Regions from separate parts of the Macaca mulatta genome. Here region 1 is linked to region 2. A link is a contact called in public Hi-C data. All regions are on one chromosome and are shown on one strand. Each heading gives the region's core, a stretch centred on a gene start, on an enhancer-like site or on the middle of the called end of the contact. The rest is flanking DNA. Distances are from core to core; before and after follow the strand shown.

Region 1 (7,126 bases), core at 2,363-4,862, 210 kb after region 2:
AATCCAGATCTGTAACCTGTGTGACTTTGGACAAGTTACTTAACCTCTCTGTGCTCTGTTATAAAATGGGGATACTTGACTGGGTTGTTTCGAAGAATAAATAACATAATCTTTGAAACATGCTTCAAAAAGCATCTGTTGCTTATTGGAATTTATTTGAAGTTGACTTTTTTTTTTAAAAAAGCCTCCCATTAGGACGTACTTTTTTTAGAAGGCCCCAATCATTTCATCCTCCCATTTGTCAAAGATCATTTCTATGTTGCATGCCACCTTTAATAAGACACCGGGTAGTAGTTGATCTAATGCTGATAAGCCAAGTCCTACTCCCCTTCTCTGACACTCCTTTTCTGCTATTGTGAGAACTATAAAATATGACTTGGAGAAGGTTGTTTTCAAAGGCTGAGGTCATTGCTGTCATTCCTTCATACTCTCACAGATTGACTCCAAACTGCAGAAGCATCTTGGTTTCCCATCATTCTGCAGACTGGGCCAGGAGATAGGAGCTTAGGAAGGCCTAATCAGAGAACAGATGCTCATTTCATGCTAACAATGTGCTAGCGCTGTACGTGAATAGCTTCATTTCATTTTCACGTAAACCCCGTCTTGTAGACTATTATTCTCCTCTTTTTCACATGAGGAAATTAATGACCAGAAAAGTTAATTTGTCAAAGTCACACAGCCACTGAGAAATGGAGCCAGAATTCCAACCCAGCTGTCTTCAGATCCTATTAACTGCCATGTTATATTGCCTGCCCCTCCCTAGAATGTAAAAGAGTTTACAGCTAAGGCCCTCTTTCACAGTAGCCCAAAGCAACAGAGTTCAGAAATTGTGTCTTAGCTATCTGTGTGTCCTCGGTGCCTAGGACACCGCCTGCCATGTGATAGGAACTCAAGAGTGTTTGTCCAACTGCTTAACTGTGCACGGAACATGTCATGTAGAATTAAATGAATCCCCCAGTTGCAGAGTCTATTTTCTACTTATAAGACTATTTATTTGTTTATTTACTTAATTATTTATTCATCAAGATGGAGTCTCAACTCTGTCGCCCAGGTTGGAGTGCAGTGGTGCGATCTCGGCTCACTGCAATCTCCGCTTCCCGGGTTCGAAGGATTCTCCTGCCTCAGCCTCTTGAGTAGCTGGGATTACAGGTGCCCTTCACCACGCCTGGCTAATTTTTGTATTTTTAGTAGAGATGGGGTTTCACCATGTTGGCAAGGCTGGTCTTGAACTCCTGACCTCAGGTGATCTGCCCACCTCAGCCTCCCAGAGTGCTGAGATTACAGGCAGGAGCCACCACGCCAAGCCAATTTTCTACTTCTAACACAATTTAGAGGGGTTGTTGTCGAGTCACAGAGATCTTAGTTAGAATTTGGTAGCTATGTGATCTTGACAAACGTATTTAACTCATCTGAGTCTTGTGTCCCTAACTTGGAAAATGTGGTAAATATCTACTCATAGCATTATTATTTGGATGGAATGAAACAATGCTGCAATGATAAACATATAGTAGGTGGTCAATGAATATTAGCTGTTACTATTGCCTCCCTATCCTTTCTTCCAAACAGGTCTTTGTGACAGGTCAATCATGAGTTAGTTCCCAACTCAAAATAAGTGAGGCAGAAACTGGAACTTTTCAAAGTAGAGTAGTGGAACTAGCATTAAATTGGAAATTGGGAATCTTGTCTCCTGGCTTTTGTTGCCCTTTCTCTACCCAGCAACCATGTAATCTTGGTCAAGTCACCTTACTTGTCTGGGCTTCCAATTTCATATCTTAAGGTACAGAATTGATCTCTGAAGCCTCTAGGATTGTCTGAATCCATACGTCTGAAACTAAGAGATTATGTCGAGGAATTATTACCCTTGGCTTGATTGTTTTTTAAACAAATTAACGTGGGAGTGGTTGGAAAATACATTTTTGCTCATCTTAGAGTTACACGTTGTTCATTTATTTGAAACTGAAACGTACCTCCTCCAAACACCTTAGAAACTTGGTTAAAGGCTGCAAAAGACTCAAACCCACCACCTAGCGGCGAAGACAGGAAGTTTCAGGTGATACAACATGTCCTGCCATCACACCTGAAGGATGGTTGTCCATAGCCATTTTTAAAAATCTCGTATTAGTTCTCTTCCCTCAACACTCAGAACAGTATTATGTACCCAGAAACTCAATACTTCTGGCGTCTTCATTTGACAGTACTCTTAAGCCAACGAAATACTGTGGACGTTTGAGAATTTTAGAAAGCTCAATGTTTTAAGATTGGCGGGGTGGGGTGGGAGTAGGGGGAGGGGAAGGTGCCTTCCTACCCTCGCATTTGCATCTCAAGCCACCCGTACCCGAGGCCCACCCAGTCCATCCGTTTATTGGTAGATACGCCATTCCGCCAGTGGCTGGTGCGGAGAACCACCTTTGAAAACACCTAAATCAATACACCAATGGGATCCCTGATGTCAAGTATTTAACGACTTTGCTTTACCTACTACAGTAATTAAAATTAAGTCTTCAAACTTAAATTTAAATTTCTAAAAGCAGTAATGCACTGTCTTTAATCTTAAACACCAAAGGTGGTAGAAAGAGGCCAAAATCCTAGGGTACTAGGCCTACTGGTATAGGGCGATCTCTTCTGCTTTTTTCTTTCCACCTCATTTCTTTGCCCTTTCTCCTTTCGTTCCCCATCTTCCCTGTCTCTTCAAAGTAACAGTCACAAAATTAAGACCAGCATTATGTTTAAATGAAACAGGTAGTGCTCTGTGTAGCCTGATTCAATTATTTCAAGAGGGTTGCTCATCGAAAATATTTGTCTTCAAGCCCTTTCCTGAAATCTCAAATTAAAGCAATTCCAATACTCTGCTTTAAGTATTCCTAGTTAAGTCTATTTTTGGAAATATTAAATATTCTCACTTTAGCACAATGTTCCGAAATTCCCTGAACAGTTCGCCTATGATCAGTCTTGCTAGTAGAAACTTTTTTTTTTAATTTAAAACGCTTGATTTCCACTTTTTACTAGGTTTCCCAATGTTAGCTAAGTCTCCCAATGACTTAATAACGTGTTTCCATTTCACCTTTGAAAATCTTAAGAGTTCAGTGCATCCACGGGCATCCGGGCATTTATTCTTATTTCTGCTTCTTAAACAGGCTCTGGGGAGGAGCAGTTTCGACCGAGAAGTTCATAGCAGCAGTTATTACGGAACTTGCAACAGTTGGTGCCGGGCGATAGGCAGATTGGAAGTGATAAATGGGGCTGGTGTAAAAAACAAAAAGCCCAGGGGAGGGCGGGGGCAGCCGTGGCCTTGGGGGACAGTGCGAGGGCGGCGCGGGGCCGGCGGGGCTGAGCTCCGGCTGTGGGAAGGCGCCGTTCCGGGCGGCCAGAGGCGGCGGCAGCCGCGGAGAAGGACGGCGGGATCGCAGCCCGGCGGGCGGCGGGCGGCGCGCGGGCGAGAGAGCCCAGGCCGCCCCCGGGCCACGCCGGGGCCACGGTGAGGTGAGGCCGGCCCTGCCCCCGCACCGCCCCCGGCGGGAGGCGCGACGCCCGGGCCGCGGGTGCGTGCGCGGCCCCGGGCGACGCGGCTGGGCGTGCGCGGGGCCGCGGCGGAGGCTGGGCCGGGCGGGCGGCAGAAGATGGCGAGGGTGTGTAGGCGGCAGCAATGCTCCGTTGAGAAACGCGGCTTTCGGCAAGAACTGGATTCGTGGCGCCACAAGCTCATTCACTGTGTAGGTGAGACCCTCCGCCGACCGCCGCCGCCCCTCCGGCCGCTCCGCCGCCGGCCGCCCCGGACCAGGGAGGGAGCTGGGGAAGTGGCAATTGCTGCTCCGGCCCGCCCGCCCTCTTTGGCTCGAGCGTCCCCCCCTCCCCCACCCCCCGGAGTGCGAGCGCGCGCGACCTCCAGGCAGGCTACCCCGTTCGGCCGAGCGCGCGCCGGCCCCTCCTCTCCGCGCGCCTCCCCGGGGCGGGCTCTCGGCGGCAGCGCGTGTTCCTCCCCCTCCCGCTCTCCATCCCCGCCCGCTGGCTCCCCTCCGTCCCCGCTCCCGCCCCTGCTCCCGCTCTTGCTACCGCTCCGGGCCCGGCGCCCGCCGCCGCCGCCGTCTTATTGTGGCGACTCGCCCCGCGGCCCTGCCGCTGTAGTGGGGGTGGCGGGAGGGGCGCGGCCGTGCTCGGCCCCCACCCGCGCTCCGGCCGCAGCCGTCCTCCTCCCGCGCCACCCCTCCCCCACGCGCGGGGCGCGCCCCCAGCCCTGCGTGCACGCGCGGCGGGCGGCAGGCGGGCGCCCGGCGCTCGGGCGTGTGCGAAGCGTGAGGTGGAGATGGGGGCGGAGGGAGCTGGAGCTGTCACAGTCCCCGGGTGCGCCTGACCGAGCCAAGTGGGGTGTCATGGCCGCGGGGGGCAGCGGCTGCACTTCCTCAGCGGGCGGCGGCGGCCGGGGAGTTAATCCTCGACGCACGGGTCGGTGTGTGCGTATTTGTGTTCGGTGTCGTGCCGCGGGGAGGAGGGGGTGGGACTGGGTCCGACCGAGGAGCCTCGGCGGGGGTAGCTCTCGTCCCCTCCGGGGGATTGGCCGGAGCCGCAGCCTCGCCCGAATGCCCCGTCCGCCCCCCGCCTCCTGGACCTTGGGCCGCCCTCGGGTGGCTTTTTCCCTGCGGGCCGGAGGGAGCGCGGACGGGGGCGTCCCGGGAGGGGCCGGGCGGCCGAGCTGCGCCTCTCACACTGTGTGTTTTGTCTGTTTTTCTCTCCCAAGGTCCCGTTTCCCTCTGTGCGGCGGCCGGCGGGACCATAAGGGCTTAACTCATATATTTAACCCCCCTCCAAAAAGTAAGTGGCCCGTGTGGTGTCTCCGCTCCGCCCGCCGCCCCCTAGCCCCAGTTCATCCTTGTGTCTGACTCTCCTGTCCTCCAGCATTGTTACTTCCCCGTCTTTGCTTCGGTGCTGCTGGTGTGTGGGGAGATGCCCTCTCGTCCGCTGTCCCCCACGCCCAGTCCTCGGGGAGGCCCAGAATTCCAGCCCTGTCTCCCCCAGGGGAATATTCTTGGGAACCAGGTCTTCCCGGCAGAATGTAGGAGAATCTATCCGTTCGCTTGGGCCCCTCATCCCCTCCTTCCCGACAGGGTTTCGTTGGAAGGAATTATGCAAATCCTGCTTTCTGGTGTCCATTCAGCGGCAATTTCATGCGGTGAGAAGTTCTCTTTGTTGTGCGAGGGGGAGAACAGACACTGATTTAATAGACATATCTGTTGGGGGGAAGGGTGGAGGGGGTGTGGAGAGGCTCAGTTTGGAAGAATTACAGCACTTGGTTAGCTCAATGTCTTTGTGTTTGAGCCTTCTGGCTTGACAGGAGGGTCTGCCCTTTACAATGTTCCACAAGGGGTGTTTTCGATAATAGATTGAAAAGCAAAACTGAAACTTTAAACAAGTGAAAAATCAGGTAACCTTTACTTGAAGAATATACGCCTTTCCATTTCTACAGGGTTTCATTACGAACATGTATAGCGTGAGTTTCGTTAAGGATTTAGACTGTAACACCAAAATTAATATAGACAACAATGCTTTAAGGTATGTGATACCACTTTGGTTGTCCAAAGGTTAAAAGTGCATTTTCAAACATATGCTTGTGCAAATAATAAAGGCATGAGTCATTTTTTTGGTATAATTCATCTCATGAATATATTTTAAAAATCCCCTTCTGCCAATCCAAGACCAGTGCTGCCCTCCAGGAAACAGCCTTTTGGCTCTCAGTTATCCTGTACTCTGCTCTATCTCTACTTGTTTTATTCTTTCAAACCTATTATACTTTTACTAAAATGTCACGTCGGTTTAAGTACTTTTTGAATTACTTGTTATTTCGTACTATCATAGAAGAGAGCATATAGCAGGTTTTGAGAAGCATGAAATTGCGTTTTCAGAATTGTGGGTTAGTATCAAATGCTGGAATTGTTTTGAATAATTTTTGGTTCTTGTATGTTTCACATTTGTTAGTGATTGGTTTTTTCAGCAGGGCTTTTTAGTCTTTGAAAGATTTTTAAATTTATAATGTAGTCCTGTCCTGTAGATTTTCTAAGTTCCATGTTGCTTTAGTTTAGATGATTTTAATTAGTGTGTCTTATTCTAATTCTCTTTGCTTTTAATCCTGGCCTCCTGCCTCGGGACCCCATTTTATCAGTCATTGCTAGTTAGTGATTAGTTACTGCTGCTTGACAAGGTGTGTGTGTGTTGTTGTTCTTTTTTGTTTGTTTGTTTTTTTGAGACGGAGTTTCGCTCTGTTGCCCTGGCTGGAGTGCAGTTGCGCCATCTCGGCACACTGCAACCTCCGCCTCCCAGGTTCAAGGGGTTCTTCTACCTAAGCCTCCCGAGTAGCTGGGACTACAGGCGTGCGCCACCACGCCCAGCTAATTTTTAGTGGAGACGGGGTTTCCCCATATTGGCCAGGCTGGTCTCGAACTCCTGACCTCCTGATCCGCTTGCCTCGGCTTCCCAAAGTGCTGAGATTACAGGTGTGAGCCACCGTGCCCGGCCGTGTTTTTGGTTCTTAAAATTATGACTGACAAATTATTTCTGTAAATATCTCAATGGAATATCAAAATTTTGATTCACTTTTGAAGGCAGATTTTAATCTGGTGATCAAATTTCTTTAAGCATACTTTTAAGTCCAAATTTCCACTTTAAAGGTAGTAAAGTTCAGAAGATTACAGAGTCCAGAGTGCAGAGCAATATTTTAATCTGAGCAGTAACATATATTCGTAGTCTCCCAACTAAAATCAGTGGGGCCTTATATTTTCTCTTTTATTATATGTAATTTTGTTCTTTAAGAGGAGAGTTCTAAGTAAATTAATTGTAGTGTTAAGAACTTCCTATATTTAAAAGGACTGGCAGTGATGCTTACACAATTTAAAAGGTAACTTGTTTACTTCCCGATGTAGTAATTCCTCTTTTAGTGGAATTGGTTCTAAACAGTTAACCTATTTGATTCTCTTGACTGATGAATGCTTTAGGGTCATTTGGTTTCTGGAAGGTATTTAATTTACAGCCCTTTGGATTAAAAATTCTCAGTCATTTCTAAAATCAAATTCTCCCTTCTGTTAATACTTTTTTGGAGGGTGTGGGGGCAGGCGATGGTGGTGAAGTTGATTAAATGATT
Region 2 (6,958 bases), core at 553-3,052:
CAGGAGTAGCTTTGTTATGAAAGCAAGACCCCTCTGGCTCTCCTACTCTTGTCCTTTTGCCATGTGAATACTTTCCACAATGTTATGACGCACAAGATGCCAGAACCATGCTCTTGGACTTTCCAGCCTCCAGAATCGTGAGCTAAATAAACTTATTTTCTTTACAAATTACCCAGTTCATGGTGTTCTGTTATAGCAACAGAAAACAGACTAAGACACACACACACACAAACACACACACACACACACGAGAATAGCAGTGTAAAGTTACAGGGCTAATGAGTGATGGTTGACATTGGCAATGAAGAAAGGACTGAGGATAAATAGTTTAGGAGAAGCTGCAAACAAGTTCTGTGGTTTTCTTATGCAGACAAATGCCTCAATACAGTACCCCCGGCAAGCACAAAGACCCTCTGTCATGCAGGAGTGAGTCTATGGGATGCATTTGTGGTGCTGTGCAGTGAGTCCCATGTGGTAGCCCACCTGAACACAGCCCCACCTACATTCTCAAAGCAGTGTTCTTTTCCTCCATAGCACTGTCACAGTTTGTGGTTATATATTCAGTTATGTGGTGTTTTTGTTTAACATCCAGCTCTCTCACTAGAATGTAAGCTTTGAAAGGCAAGTTTCATGCCAGCTTGTTTAATGACTCATCATCACCTAGCACAGCGTGATTTAAACACGAGAGGTTTCATAAATATTTGTTGAATGGATGAATGAACAAACTAATAAAGGAAAAACAAACGAACACATGAATATGAAGGCATCTGGGCTTTGTGAAGGAATCTGGGCATTTCCCAAGCTGAGAAAAGAGAAAGGCAATTTAGGCAGAAGGAAGAATCAAGTGTATGGGAACATGAAAGAAAAGGCAGCTTGTAGTGACCAATGGAGTTACTGCCACCCTGAGATGTCCCACACTCGGGGACACCTAACAGATGTCTCAGTACCACCTATGAGGCGGGTGAGGTCTTTGCACTGGAATACCGACACACTATTCCACCCACAAAGTCGAGAATTACATCTTATTTTCTGGTAGCTCAAATTCAAGAAATCGTTGAACACCTATTGTGTACAGCACTGGGATGGGCATTGTGGATGATACAAAGCTGTAAGACATGCTTCCTATCGAGGCCAGGAGAGGGTGACCAGAGAAGCCTGTATATAACTAGAGCCCCAGGGGATGTGTGTGCAGTGTCCCAAGGAAAGCATGACCTGAAAGCTGTGCAGGTTCAGAGGGGAGCAAGGTTGCTGCTGGCGATGGGGATTTTATCTTTTTAAAACATTCAATCCAGCATGCTTTCACTAAGTCCCTATGTCCCCAACATAGTTCGTGTATTTATGGAGGAGCAAAAAGCAACAAGAAGTCAGGAGGTACACTGAGCTCATCTCCCTGCTCCCCAGTGGATTCTGTCCTTGCAGGTGAGAATTCATGCTGTGCACCCAGGCCCACGGGTCTTGAGGCATCTCTTGGCTCTACTCGCCAGAATCCTCCCAAAAGGGATGCCAGGAGGATGACAGAGCCTCAGCAGTCACAGGGAGGGAGGCTCCTGAGAGAAAAGGATGCAGATAGGAAAGACAGTATGTCTCATAAGCAAACCAGTAATGTAGTCATTTTGCATACAAATCATCCTTCAGTTGGTTTCAGACCTACAGGGCTGGGCTGTGAGGTTCTTTACAGTCCCCAAGTGTGCCCCCAGCTCAGACAGAACCCAGCTTGCAGAGAGGGGCTGTAATCAGAGAGATCAGGTAAAGAAAACACTGCAGGAAATGATCTGTTACAAAGATGCCAGTTACCAAGGAGGTTGCTAAGGGAAGCTGGCAAGTTAGCTAGAGCTAAGTCAGCTCTCCACTACATAAACACTTGAGCTACAGAACAATGAGGTAGGGATCAGGGGTTCAGAAGAAAAGTTCAGTGCAGGGGTAACATGGAGCAGAACAGTCCTCTGGGATTGATTAGTGAGTCTGCAGTTTCTAACGGCAAGATGATAACACCTTTCTCCTTTCGTTCCTTTCGCTTTGTGGAAGAAAAATGAGGCTCTCAGGTATTGAAGCAAAGCTACAACCCACAAAGCAGATTACCTTGGAAACAGACTGGACAAGGGCCTCCCAGAACTGGCTCCCAAGGCCATTCTACCCAGAGCCTCAGAGAGGTGACCAGTCACTGGGCAAGCTTTCAACACAAAATTAATCACCTAGGTCCAGGGACCACCAGGAGTTAACATATCATTCTCCAAGGTAAGGGCAGGGGACAAAGAACTAAGACAGAAAAAGATGAGGAGATAGTGAAAGCACCCACGGACATTTGCCTGGAGTTTTATTTAATGTTTGCATAAGCTTGTCCTCAATAAAGACATTTTATCTCTTACATAATAAGGTGTGGAAGTTGATGCTTTAAATATGTGGGGTCTTTTTTTTTTTTTTTTTTTTTTTTTGAGACAGGGTCCCATTTTGTTAGCAGGCTGGAATGCAGTGGCGCAGTCATGGCTCACTGCAGCCTTGAATGCCCAGGCTCAAGCAATTCTCCCACCAGAGCCTCCTGAGTAGCTGGGACCACAGGCATGTGCCACCATGCCCAGCTAATTTTTAAAAATTTTTTTGCAGAAACGAGGTCTTACTATGCTGCCCAGGCTGGTCTCAAATTCCTGGGTTCAAGCAATCCTCCCGCCTCAGCCTCCCAAAATGCTGGGATTACAGGTATGAGCCACCATGCCCGACTGATCTGTGGGGCCTTGATCAAAAAATTCTCAAGAGAATTGGGAGCAAAGTTGAAGGTTTGATAACAAAGACACATAGTTACCACCTGGTGGCAGCATATCTAAACTAAAGAGTTGTGAGTGTGACGTGTGTGCGTGTGTGTGTGTGTGTGTGTGTGTGTGTACACCCACGCAAGCAAGTTCAGGGGAAGGAGAGATTGGAGCAGAATTGTACGATCTCATGGTCAGAACCCAACACCTCTCTCCAACCCCATTTCAGTTAACACTGGGAGCTTCCCCTATAACCTTCCAACTCAGGTGGTTGCCTTGGATTCTCTTTGGAGAAGCAACCTCATTACCACCCCTTTCCCAAACTCAAGTCAGAAAGATTTGTCCCAACAACAGTTAGGTGATCTCCAAAGCAGTGGTCTGAAACCGGCCTAAAGCCTGCCACCCTATAATGTTTGTACTGTGAGCGAATCAATGAGTAAGCGACTGAGTGAATGAACACAGCCTAATTTCCTTAATATGGTTATTTTCAGCCTCTAGGGTTACCACAGTCAATGGTGGGGCACTGATAAATGTGGCAATCTAGACATTTAGAAATAGCCCCTGTATAAGTGTCTATCTCAGGGCTGACAAATGCAGACCCTAGAAAGGCAGGCCAGGAGAGCCCTATATTCCAGTGGGACAGCAGACAGATTTGCCTCCTGGGAATTCGAAGACACAGATTCCTGATCCAGTCCTCCCTTGATGGGACTTAGGTAAGTTACTAAATCTTGGAGCCTTAGTTTTCTTTCCTGTGAAACAGAGATCATCCTATGCACTAAACCCTAGGGTGGTCAGGTGAGATCACGGAGACACAGGCAGTCCGTGGACTTTGAAAGGGCTGCCAGGTGTTCCAAGTTATTACTCTGCTGGGGGGTGCTGCAAATACGCATTTTAGATTTAGCAGTTTGTCCTTTATCCTACTTCTTTATGAATTAAGCTACCTTGTCACCTACTGAGCCACCCTTAGGAAAATGAATTATTCCTCCCCAAGTCCAAGTTGCTGCTGCTTCTGAGCCAGGAGGTAAGCGATCATTCTCAAGGTTAAACTTGACAGCCACAGGGACAGAAACACAAACCAAACCATGTCTAGAGTCAGAAAATTCAGAGTTCATATAATCGGGGAAATGAAAAATGTGGGCCAGCCACGGTGGCTCACGCCTGTAATCCCAGCAGAGTAATAACTTGGAACACCTGGCAGCACTTGGAATAACTTGGAACACTTTGGTTTGGGAAGCCAAGGCAGACGGATTGCTTGAGCTGACAAGTTCAAGACCAGCCTGGGCAACATCACAAAATCCCATCTATATGAAAAATACAAAAAATTAACTGGGCATGGTGGTTCATGCCTGTAGTCCCAGTAACTCGGGAGGCTTAGGTGGGAGGACGGCTTGAGCCGGGAGGCAGTGGTTACAGGGAGCTGGGATTGCTGGGATTGTGCCACTGCACTCTAGCCTGAGCAATAGAGCCAGAACTTGTCTCAAAAAAAAAAAAAAAAAGAAGGAAGGCAGGCAGCAAGGAAGGAAGGAAAAAGAAAAATGCGGTGAGTTTCCTTTTCCTATGCAAAAAGCAGCCAAATGTGACAGCCTGCCTCCCCCACTGGTGGCCTCCTTCCAGCTCCACGGCACCCAGAAGCCCCCTGGCCCGGGTGACTTTACAAGTTGCCAGTTGGCTACAAACCAGGCTAGCTCCACAGCACACTGCTGCCTTGGGAAGCCCTGGTAAACCTCACCGATCCTGCTGTGAGGGGCCCAGCAGACCAGGAATAATGGGAGAGACACCTTTGGCATTCCCTGAAGGTTTCCAGTGCTGTGGTGGGAGCATGGCATGTGTTAGAATATCCAGGGGGACAAGTGTAAGGCTCTGTCAACCCTAAACTGCCAATAAAGTAGGGCTTTCTTTAACTGTCCAGTAGTTTCATAGCAAAGACACAGGGCAGAAAGGATGATGCAGTCTCCAGATTCAAGTGGGTACTGGTGGTTCTCCAAGTGTTCTTTTGTGAGTGAGTCCCTATTCCACAATGGAAAGGATTGGTCCTACCCACTTCCCTGCCTGTATCTCCAACAACCAGAAGAGATCAGTAACTGAAATGTGCTAGATGCTCCAGAAATGCTTATTGGGTATATGGATAGGATGATGGGCAAGGCTAGGGGGCGCCAGAGGCTGCTTTGTTATCCAATATCTGGAGTTGCAGATAGGGGAAGAAAGGCTATAGAGGCTAGATGGTTTTTCCAAAAGGAACCACGACTAAAATGCGTGGTGTTGGATAACAATTTCTGCCACAGTATACAGAATATGGTCCTAATGACAGAGAAATCTGGATTCAAATCTGGGCTCTATCACTGATTGGCTGTGACACTTTGGGAATGTTCAGTCCCTCTGTGCCTCTGTTTCCCCATTTGTAAAGTGCAGGTAAGAAAAGCATCCTAGTGGGTAGCTTTCGGACTTCAGTGAGATCAAGGGTGTGGATGGTAGTGATGGTGCTTTCTCTCCCCACATCCATGTCAAGGCACAGCTCATTTGGGAAGAGCTTCCCCCAGCACTTCCAAGCCTCCCAGTTAGGTGCTGGAGGGAGCTTTTATTGCTCTTTCCCCTAAAGGAGCACCCAATCTAACTGACAAACACCTAAACAACCACTGGACCACATCTTGCAGGTTCTGGGATCGGTGTCAAAGGCTTGCTGGCATCAGAGACTGCCTCTGGCCCTCTGATCAACCTATGCCTTCTCTCCAAGGCACCCTGTTGGCGCCTGCTCTTCCATGAGTTCACGGATGGGAAAGTCAGGCCCGCCTCCCTGTGGGCCCAGGGCCCTACTGTCTTCTTTTCAGGCTGAAGGCTTGTAATACTCAATCTAGCCCATTCCAGAAACTTCCCCATCCATAATGTTGATACCTTGGTGGATACTTCTCTTTCTTGAATCTATTAATGAAACCCATAGGGAAGGAGGGTTAAGTCTCCAGTGGTGCCTCCGCATGCTTAGCATTTGATAGCGAATGATGGTAACACATGAATAAGCCTCTTAGAGGGCCTGCTGTGTGGGTCTCCTGCTTCAACTCCAGTATGTGCGTGGAGATCACATCCACTGTTACCTAGATCAGTGGTTCTCAAGGGTGGTGGCACTGCCCCCCTGGGGCATTTGGAAAAATCTATGAGGGTGTTTTGGGTGGTCACCAAGGAGATGGCATTTAGTAAAAGGGGGAAGGACCCTAGACATCCTGCCATGTGTGGGACAGCCCTGCCCATTGAAGAGGTGTTTCACGTCCCTCGTGACTTTCAAATATTCCTCTAGACATACATTTAAGTTTTAAAAAGCACTTATGATACATATTTATACCTTTATGTATATTTCTGCACATCTGTGTATCTGTACATGTATGTGTATATTTTTAAATTTAATGTCAGCAGATACAAGCAAAAATATAAACAAATATACCTATCATTTTATTACTAATTATTACTAATGCCATATTGGCTGGGAGTCACAAGTCACATAACTTCTCTCAACTCAGTTATACGTTCCTATTTTGTTTTGAGTTTAGGTGCTGGAGGGGAACTTTTACTGCTCATTCACTTTTGTCAAAATGTATTACTTTGCATTGGAAAAAACAAGATAATAAAATATGGGCAAAGTTTGTAAACAGTTTACAAGAAAAATCATGATCCTGAAGAATATTTTGAAAATAAGTTTACTATATATTAATGCAATAAGATCAAATTACCCCTCGCCCTCAAAAAATCTGCTTATTATTTTCTGAGCCTAGAACCTAAACTGTTTCACATATAAACACATCTTATTTTTGCACTTAATTTGTTAGAAATTCAATTTCTATGAAAATGGAAAGGAAATCATAGAGTTGTTCATCATCTAGGAAAATCCGGATGCCAGTGCCAACATTGTTCCCATCATTTGAGCCACCAAGACTGCAGACGTGTGTCAGTCAACGTTTGAAGCCGTAATGTTCACAGTGATTCTGAGTGTGTCTGCATCTGACTATTTTGTCATGACTTCTGATGCAGGCATGTTTGAGCATGTCCTCTTCTTTAATTTCTCTTTCCTATTTCAATTAGGGCAGTATATTTGATTTCTGAGAATTTTATATGTAGGTAGGTTATATAATATATAAATCTCATGTCAGAGTAGGAAAGGGGGTATTACAACATGTTTGTTATAAAAAGGACCCATGGAGACTGAGGGCTGAGAGCCACCAATTTGGCCT

Evidence for each region. A called contact is a pair of places that touch in the nucleus more often than the background predicts.
Region 1: a Hi-C map of cortical neurons shows a contact between it and region 2, with 3 times the contacts expected there. The contact joins the promoter of LCOR here to the enhancer-like site in region 2. A contact is called at or near these places in 4 of 14 Hi-C or Micro-C datasets (blood, cortical neurons, fetal cortical plate and 1 more).

Annotation. Positions count from the first base shown.
Region 1 is chr9:108,865,810-108,872,935 of T2T-MMU8v2.0, forward strand. It overlaps LCOR (ligand dependent nuclear receptor corepressor), which reads left to right and starts at 3,613. Exons shown (of 6, transcript XM_077946998.1): 1 at 3,613-3,710. MIR607 (microRNA mir-607) reads left to right here; the gene lies at 1-30.
Region 2 is chr9:108,655,354-108,662,311 of T2T-MMU8v2.0, forward strand. All of the region lies in intron 8 of PIK3AP1 (phosphoinositide-3-kinase adaptor protein 1), which reads right to left. Among named protein-coding and RNA genes, the nearest start is that of TM9SF3, 55 kb to the left of the region's middle. Within about 2 kb of position 1,803, at least 6 of the 40 cell types and tissues checked have an H3K27ac peak or open chromatin away from gene starts, as enhancers often do. A contact at or near this core is called in cortical neurons, where this site is marked.